Regions from separate parts of the Ovis aries genome. Here region 1 is linked to region 2. A link is a contact called in public Hi-C data. All regions are on one chromosome and are shown on one strand. Each heading gives the region's core, a stretch centred on a gene start, on an enhancer-like site or on the middle of the called end of the contact. The rest is flanking DNA. Distances are from core to core; before and after follow the strand shown.

What was found. A called contact is a pair of places that touch in the nucleus more often than the background predicts.
Region 1: a contact with region 2 is called in a Hi-C map of liver, with 4 times the contacts expected there. The contact joins the promoter of CBR4 here to the promoter of SH3RF1 in region 2. A contact is called at or near these places in 2 of 16 Hi-C or Micro-C datasets (liver and tail adipose tissue).

What each region holds. Positions count from the first base shown.
Region 1 is chr2:111,951,821-111,955,259 of ARS-UI_Ramb_v3.0, reverse strand. CBR4 (carbonyl reductase 4) reads right to left here and starts at 2,083. Exons shown (of 5, transcript XM_015093286.4): 1 at 1,766-2,083. The coding sequence starts at 1,907. It overlaps TRNAC-ACA (transfer RNA cysteine (anticodon ACA)), which reads right to left and starts at 149; the gene lies at 77-149.
Region 2 is chr2:111,737,342-111,740,859 of ARS-UI_Ramb_v3.0, reverse strand. It overlaps SH3RF1 (SH3 domain containing ring finger 1), which reads right to left and starts at 2,241. Exons shown (of 11, transcript XM_042243566.1): 1 at 2,169-2,241; 2 at 277-764. The coding sequence starts at 669.

The DNA.
Region 1 (3,439 bases), core at 834-3,333, 210 kb before region 2:
CTACCAGGCTCCTCCATCCATGGGATTTTCCAGGCAATAGTACTGGAAGGGGGTGCCATTTCCTTCTCCAGGGGATCTTCCTGACCCAGGGATCGAACCTGGGTCTCCTGCATTGTAGACAGACGCTTTACCATCTGAGCCACCAGGGAAGTCCTATGAGCTAGTGTAGTAGTGTCAATTATTCAGTCATGTCCCACTCAGGAGGGTCTGACTCTTTGCAACCTTTTGGACTGTAGCCCCCCAGGCTCCTCTGTCCATGGAATTCTCCAGGTAAAAATACCGGAGTAGGTAGCCATTTCCCTTCTCCAGGTGATCTTCCCAACCCAGGGATCCAAACTGAGTCTTCCTGCATTGCAGAGGGATTCTTCACCTTCTGAGCCACCAGGGAGGCCTTAGATCTGTTCTATCCAGAACTCGAGATAAAGGACGATTGAGTCCCAGATTCCTGATCTCATGAGTTCAGTCTAAGAAACTGGATGGAGGAAGGCGGGGAACAAGCAGAAGCAAAGTAATGCAACAGAATGTAAACTGTAAAACACTTTTTTAAGGGGGAGCACCTTTCCCATGTTCATAACACTTTGTATGAGTCACCTACAAATATTTACAGTTTTGACACTGACCCTATGCCATTTAACTCAGCAGTCCTCAGTTTTATATTCCTGTTTTGTAAACTTGAGACAGTCCCAGTGGCTTAGCAGTAAAAAATCTGCCTGCAATACAGGAGGCACAAGAGACACGAGTTCAATCCCAGGGTTGGGAAGATCCCCTGGAGAAGGAAATGGCATCCCACTCCAGTATTCTTGCCTGGAAAATTCCATGGACAGAGGAGCCTGGTGCAGCTACTGTCCATGGGGTTGCAAAGAGTGGGACACGACTGAACACGCTTGCATATATACGCTTAATGTTTAATTCAGTTACATTCTTGTCGAACTGGTTTCCTGGCTTTGAAATAAACTCTAGGGTTTTTCTGTTTAACTACAGCACAATCTTACATGGCCATTATTATAGCGTGACTATTAGAAGAGATGAAACAAAGCAGGAAGCTGTTTTTTAAAGTGCTGAAAGCACAAATCATGAAAAAAAATTTTACTAAAAACTGTTACGTTTTTTTAAAAGTCCACTTTCTGGAATGTTTAAATACAAAAAAAAAAAAAAAGAAAGAAAATTAAGCTTCAAAGAAAGCACTCTTTATTCAACATTATACCACTTAACACTGCCATTAAAAAAAAAAAGTAAACAATTATTTTCTGGCTAACCTTGCGTGGTACATTAACACTAAAATTACCTTCTTAAACCTCTGGAGACCTATGTGAAGAAAGTTGCCCCGACAGTGAACGAGGTGCCTCTGAGCCCAGCCCTCCTAACTAGCTGCGAGCTCGATCCTTCACAGCACCCCGTCTCACTACCAGCCAGAGACTAAATTCGCAAAGCAACTGCGAATCCATTCCTAATAGACAGGGGGGGATGAAATTTTAGCGGAATTTGGCGGAACGATCTCACTGTCCCTTGGTGAAGGTCATCACGGCATAACAGTGCTTCAACGCTGTGGCCGCCGGGAAGCGAGCCCACGCACACCACGTACTAGCGCAGCCCCAGCGGCCCGAGGCGGCACTGCCTGCGCATGCGCACACGCGCGGGCCTCCGCGTGAGACCCGGGCACGTCTGCGCCACCCCTCGCCCAGCATGGCGGGGAGGGCGCCCAAGACGGCTTCTCGTACCCACACTGGCCGCGCGAAGAGGGGGTGCGACCCCGGTCGGTACCCACCGCCCAGGTCCCCGGCCGCGGCTCTGGCCCCCTCCAGATTCCGGGCGACGATGGCCAATCGATAGCCTCTCTGGGCCATCAAGCGGGCCACCGCCCTGCCGATGCCCCGGGAGCCTCCGAACACGGCGCACACCTTGTCCATCTGGGACGCGGAGCCGCAGGCCCGGGGGAAGAGGCTACAAAAGACGACCCTTCCCAACGGCCTCGCAGATTCACACAGCGCAGCGCGCTCAAACTGAGTCGCGAGCCCACGGCTCTCGCCGCCGTATTGGAACTGGTGCAGGCCCAGAAACCCAGAGCGCCACGACCGCTAGTCACGTTGGCGCGTCGACGTCACCGCGCACGTGCTCCGGGCGGCGCGCCCCCGGCGAATGCCAACGTGGGCCGGCGGGACAGTACACGAGCCGCACTGCACGCTGGGACTTGTAGTCTTGGTGCAGGCGGAAGGGCGTGGGGCGGTGCTGGGAGAGAAGGGCTCCAGGCTCGGGGAAGGGGGTGCTGCCCTGTAGAAAGTGGTCTTTGGGCATCGGGGTTGCTAACACACTGGATTCTGGATGTTATGGGTTAAATCAAGGTCGTGCCGGACAGGGATTCGGGCATGAGGACCCAGATATGTGCTCTAGGTTGTGTTTGGCTGAGACCCAAAGGAGTGGCGCGTGGGTCAGACTCCCAGCAGACCTCAGTTCTCCTGTTGTGGAATTTGATTCCTGTGCCTGCCTGCATATCTTGCATTGCACGCAGATTCTTTACCATCTGAGCCACCAGGGAAGCCCGTCAAACCAAAATTTTGGAGTTTGGAGCAGAATGTTTTATTGCAAGGCTGTAATAGGGAACAACAAATCTGACCCCATATTGGGTCGATTGTTTTACTATAACCTTTGTAGTCTATGGTTTCTGCTTTGGGTTAAGAATGTTGCCTATAGCCTAAAGTATACAGGCGAACCCATAATCAAGTCTCTGCCCTTTAAAAATTAACATTTTTCCAACCAAAAGTTTTAAAACAGAGAATAACGTTTGTCTTGTAGGTTTATAGGGTCTTTGTGACCTGACCTACTTGGACATCTGTGAGAACATGAAATTCTTGTGCCAGGTCTGCAAAACCAGCCATCCCTTTAAAAATGGTTTGCTGAAACCCTTCAGCGAGTTTGGGGGTTCCTTGGATGCAAGGCACCAGTCTCCTTGCATGGCCCTTCAATAAACCTTTCTCTGCTCCAGACTGTCGACTGTGGGTATCATTGGCCCCACTGTGCATCTAGCACAGGAACCCGCATTTGGTAACAGTTTTGGTGAACGTGTTTGTATGGGCAAAATTTCCTAGGAGGTTTGCGTAGTGTGTGGAGCTTCCCCGGTGGCTCAGTAAAGATTCCACCTGCCAGTGCAGGCGCCAGAGGATACACAGGTTCACCCTGGGTCAGGAAGATCCCCTGGAGAAGGAAATGGCTACCCATTCCAGTATCCTTGCCTGGAGAATCCCATGGACAGAGGAGCCTGGCGGGCTACAGTCCATAGGTCATAAAGAGTCAGACATGACTGAATGATGAATAACACAGGCTGCAAACTTCCTAACCCTCTTCTGACTCGGTGGTGGTGAGGTAACGGAGTGGTGCGCTAGGTAGCTCCATCATCAGCCTCTGGTTCCAAACACTCTGGGGTCCCCATGCTTGCGCTCAGCCG
Region 2 (3,518 bases), core at 992-3,491:
AAAAACTGCTGTGTTTTAGATTTCATTGAATAATTGCTACTGTTTCTCAAAATTTATCTTAAAAGGCAATAGAGGCCCACCATCCAGGAGAGAATTCTAAAAACAAAACCATTTATTATTTACATCCAATCTCATTCCAAAAAAGAAAAAAACAATTCCTGACTCATAATTTCCTATCTGTTCCAATGATGTGGCTCCTTTCAGCCATGAGTTGATGTAGAAAATACCCAAAGAATAAAGAAGACATGCAAACATCTGCCTCCGCGGGCTACTCACCCTCACCGGGGGGCTCCAGGCTTGCGCCCGCGGCTGGGGTCCACCCTGCGAGCTTGGGCCATCTTTAGGGCTGCAGGTGACCACAGCACTACTCTGAGCCCTCAAGGCGCTGGTGCAGTTGGTGCCACTGCCCCCCACGGGGCCGGGCTTCCACGGCCGCTGCTTGATGCCGTCCAGAAGTCTGACCAGCAGGATGTTGCTCGGAAGCTGCTCCACACCAGAGCCAACCAGAGTCCGGCACTCGGGACATCTGAGTTCATTCCGGGAACCGACGATGCCCAGCAAACAGCGTTTACAGAACGTGTGCTGGCAAGGTAAGACCTTGGCAGAGGCATCCAGCCGCTCCAGGCACACAGGGCACTCCAGCAGATCCAGCAGGGCCGACTCATCCATCTTCCTCTAGTTCACCAAAGGAAATGCAGCAGTGACACGCATACTTGTGTGCAGCTCTCAAAGTGGCTCATGTAACATCCATGTCAGACGCTGCTCTGGGGCCCCCGGGGAAGAGGAGGGAAAGACAGAGAAGGAGGACCATCACTGGCGGGTAAAGGTACAAAGAAGAGCCAGGAGCCCAACAGCACACAGAAGTGCTTCCTGAGAGAATGGAGCTTCGCTTTGGAATACATGGTGCCTGAACTCCAGAGTCAACAACTGAAAACAAAATAGGCTTTTTAAGCAGTTCACAATCAATCCGGGAAGACATCTAGTTCACTGCGCAGGAACAGCTATCAAGTACCACAGGGGACTCTTGCCATAAACAGGATTTATGAAATGCAACAGAAACATAATTTCTCTGGCTCTCAAAGTGAAACCTGAGGCCTTAACTAAGTCCTCAACTTATCTGAGAAGGTGAAAGTAGCAAATGAACTGTTTCCTCCACCTGAGATTCCTTTTAAATCCAACCAAGTTCCCCACCATTCAAGCCACTTTGGTGGTAAATGACCCCAGTATTAAAGACATATGTTTCCTCGCTGGTCTTAAAAATAGAATTGTTTAATCTTACCCAAGGAAAACGAGATGAAGGTTGACAATTCTAAAGGACACACTGAAGATGGGCCCGAAAGCAGCTTAAATATAAACGTACCACCCTTCAGGGCCACGGCTGACAAACTCGGAAGCGATTTCTGAAAGGCCTGTGCTAATCCCATTCAGAAAATCTGGCAAAATTATCACCCAAAGAATTTGAGAATGGAATGCTGGACTGGGAATCGCCAGCAGAATATGAAAATGGGGCCATTCAGGAAAAAGCATTCAGACCAGAGCCTGCACCGCTCTCCTCGACGAGAGCCAGGTGGCGGTGTGGACGCGGGCAGGGGCCTGGCCGTCGCTCTGCTCGCCACAGGTACTGCGGGCCCGCGTGGACGCCGGGCCAGGTGCCCGCGCCGCCAATGAAGACGTTCCCGCGGCCAGAGGCAGAGGGCCGCCCTTGCAGACGCTGGGGCCAGGTGCCCAGGGCGGCCCTCGCCGACGCCGCAGGGCCAGGTGCTAGAGCCGCCCGCGTAGACGCGCCCTGGGGCTGCTGCTAGGGCCGCCGGCGTAGACATCCCGGGGCCAGGTGCCGGGAGCCGCCCGTGTAGACGCGCCCCGGGGCTGCTGCAGGGGGCCGCCCGCTTAGACCTCGCGCCCTGGCCAGCGCCGGGAAGGCAGGGCCGGGCCGGGTGGGTCCACCCGCCGCCTGGCCGCCGCCCCGGGCCTGGCCGGACAGGAGCCCCGCGCCCTCGGGAAGTTTCGGGGCTCAGGGGCGCCCGCAGAGCCGCGTCGCCAGGTCCGCCCGCCGGGCGTTCGGGCGCCCGCCGCCGCAGTGCCTGGGGCCGGACGGCCGACCCTCTCCGACCCGGCCCGGGGGGCGCGGGGCTCGGGGCCGGGGGCTCGGGGCGGGGGGGGGGTCCTACCTCAGCGCGGCGCCCTCTTTGTCCGCACGCCCCGCGCTCTCCCGCTCGCCAGCCTCGGACGCCGGGCAGCTTTGGACTCCGCTCGTCGCCCGCGCGCTCCCGCCGCCGCCGCCTGCCGGGCCTGGGGAGGGGGAGGGGAGGGGAGGGGAGGGGGCAGGGCTGGGCGGGAGGGGGAGGAGCGCGGGAGATGGGGGGCGGGGCCAGGAAGGAGGAGGGGGAGAGGAGGGGCGGGGCCGGGAAGGAGGAGGCGGGTATGCGGGGCCGGGCGGGAAGGGGAGGAGCGCGGGAAAGGGGGCGGAGCCGGGAAGGAGGAGTGGGAGGGGAGAGGGAGGAGGGGAGAGGCGGGAGGAGGGGAGAGGCGGGGAGGGGCGGGAAAGGAGGAGGGAGAGGGCGGAGGCGCAGGGAAGGAGGGAGGGGGAGCAGGGAGCGCCGCCCGCCCTCCTCCGGCGTGTGGGCCCTGCGGGGGCCGGGGTCGCGGCGGATCCCGGGAGGGGACGGGGAGAGGACCCGAGCGGCCGCCGCAGAGGCTGGGAGGGAGGGCTAGGGGGGACGCGCTGGCCGCAGAGGAGGCGCGGGCGCCGCCGGGTACCTGGACACAGACCCTGCCGCGAGCCTTGGGACCGGGCCAGGACCCGGAAAGTGGGGCGGGCGAGAAGCCCGGCCCAGCCCCGGACTCGGGGTCAGCCTGGCCGGAACCAGCGCCGTGGCCTCTGCCTGCCCTCGCTCCCCCCACCCCCCGCACACACCTGTAACGCCAGACACACACCTGTTAACCGAAAGATCCTTTGGGAAAACGTCGTGCACAGGTGTGGGGGGTTGTTTCTCATACTCAGAGGGAAGACAAGTTAAAATTTTGTGATTGATCTCAAAATTGTCATTTTATTTGCATTTACCGTCCGCTCAACAAACATTTTTCTCAACTACCCTTCCTCAGAGGTGTGCAGAAAATAAGGAGAAGCGGGGACACGTACTCCTTTGCGGGAAACCGCTGCCTTCTCTTCACCCAGCCCAGCCCTTTGAAGGGAGTGGATGTTCCTCTAAGGTCCGGCTGGGGCCACGGCAAAACCACTGCAGACAAATGAGAACCACCCGAGTTAGGACACGCTGTGACCCTGCAGTCACCGCTCCCTCGCTGGCTGCAGCCTCCTGCTCGACGTTTGAGACGTGGTCAAGTCCTCACTGCAGCCGTCCATCTTCCCTCCGTGTGTGTGTTAGTCGCTCAATCGTGCCTGACTCTGCGATCCCAGGGACTGTGTCCATAGGATTTTCCAGGCAAGAATACTGGAGTGGGTAGCCATGGATGGAACCCAGGGATGCAACCCACTTCTCCTACATTGCAGGCAGATTTTT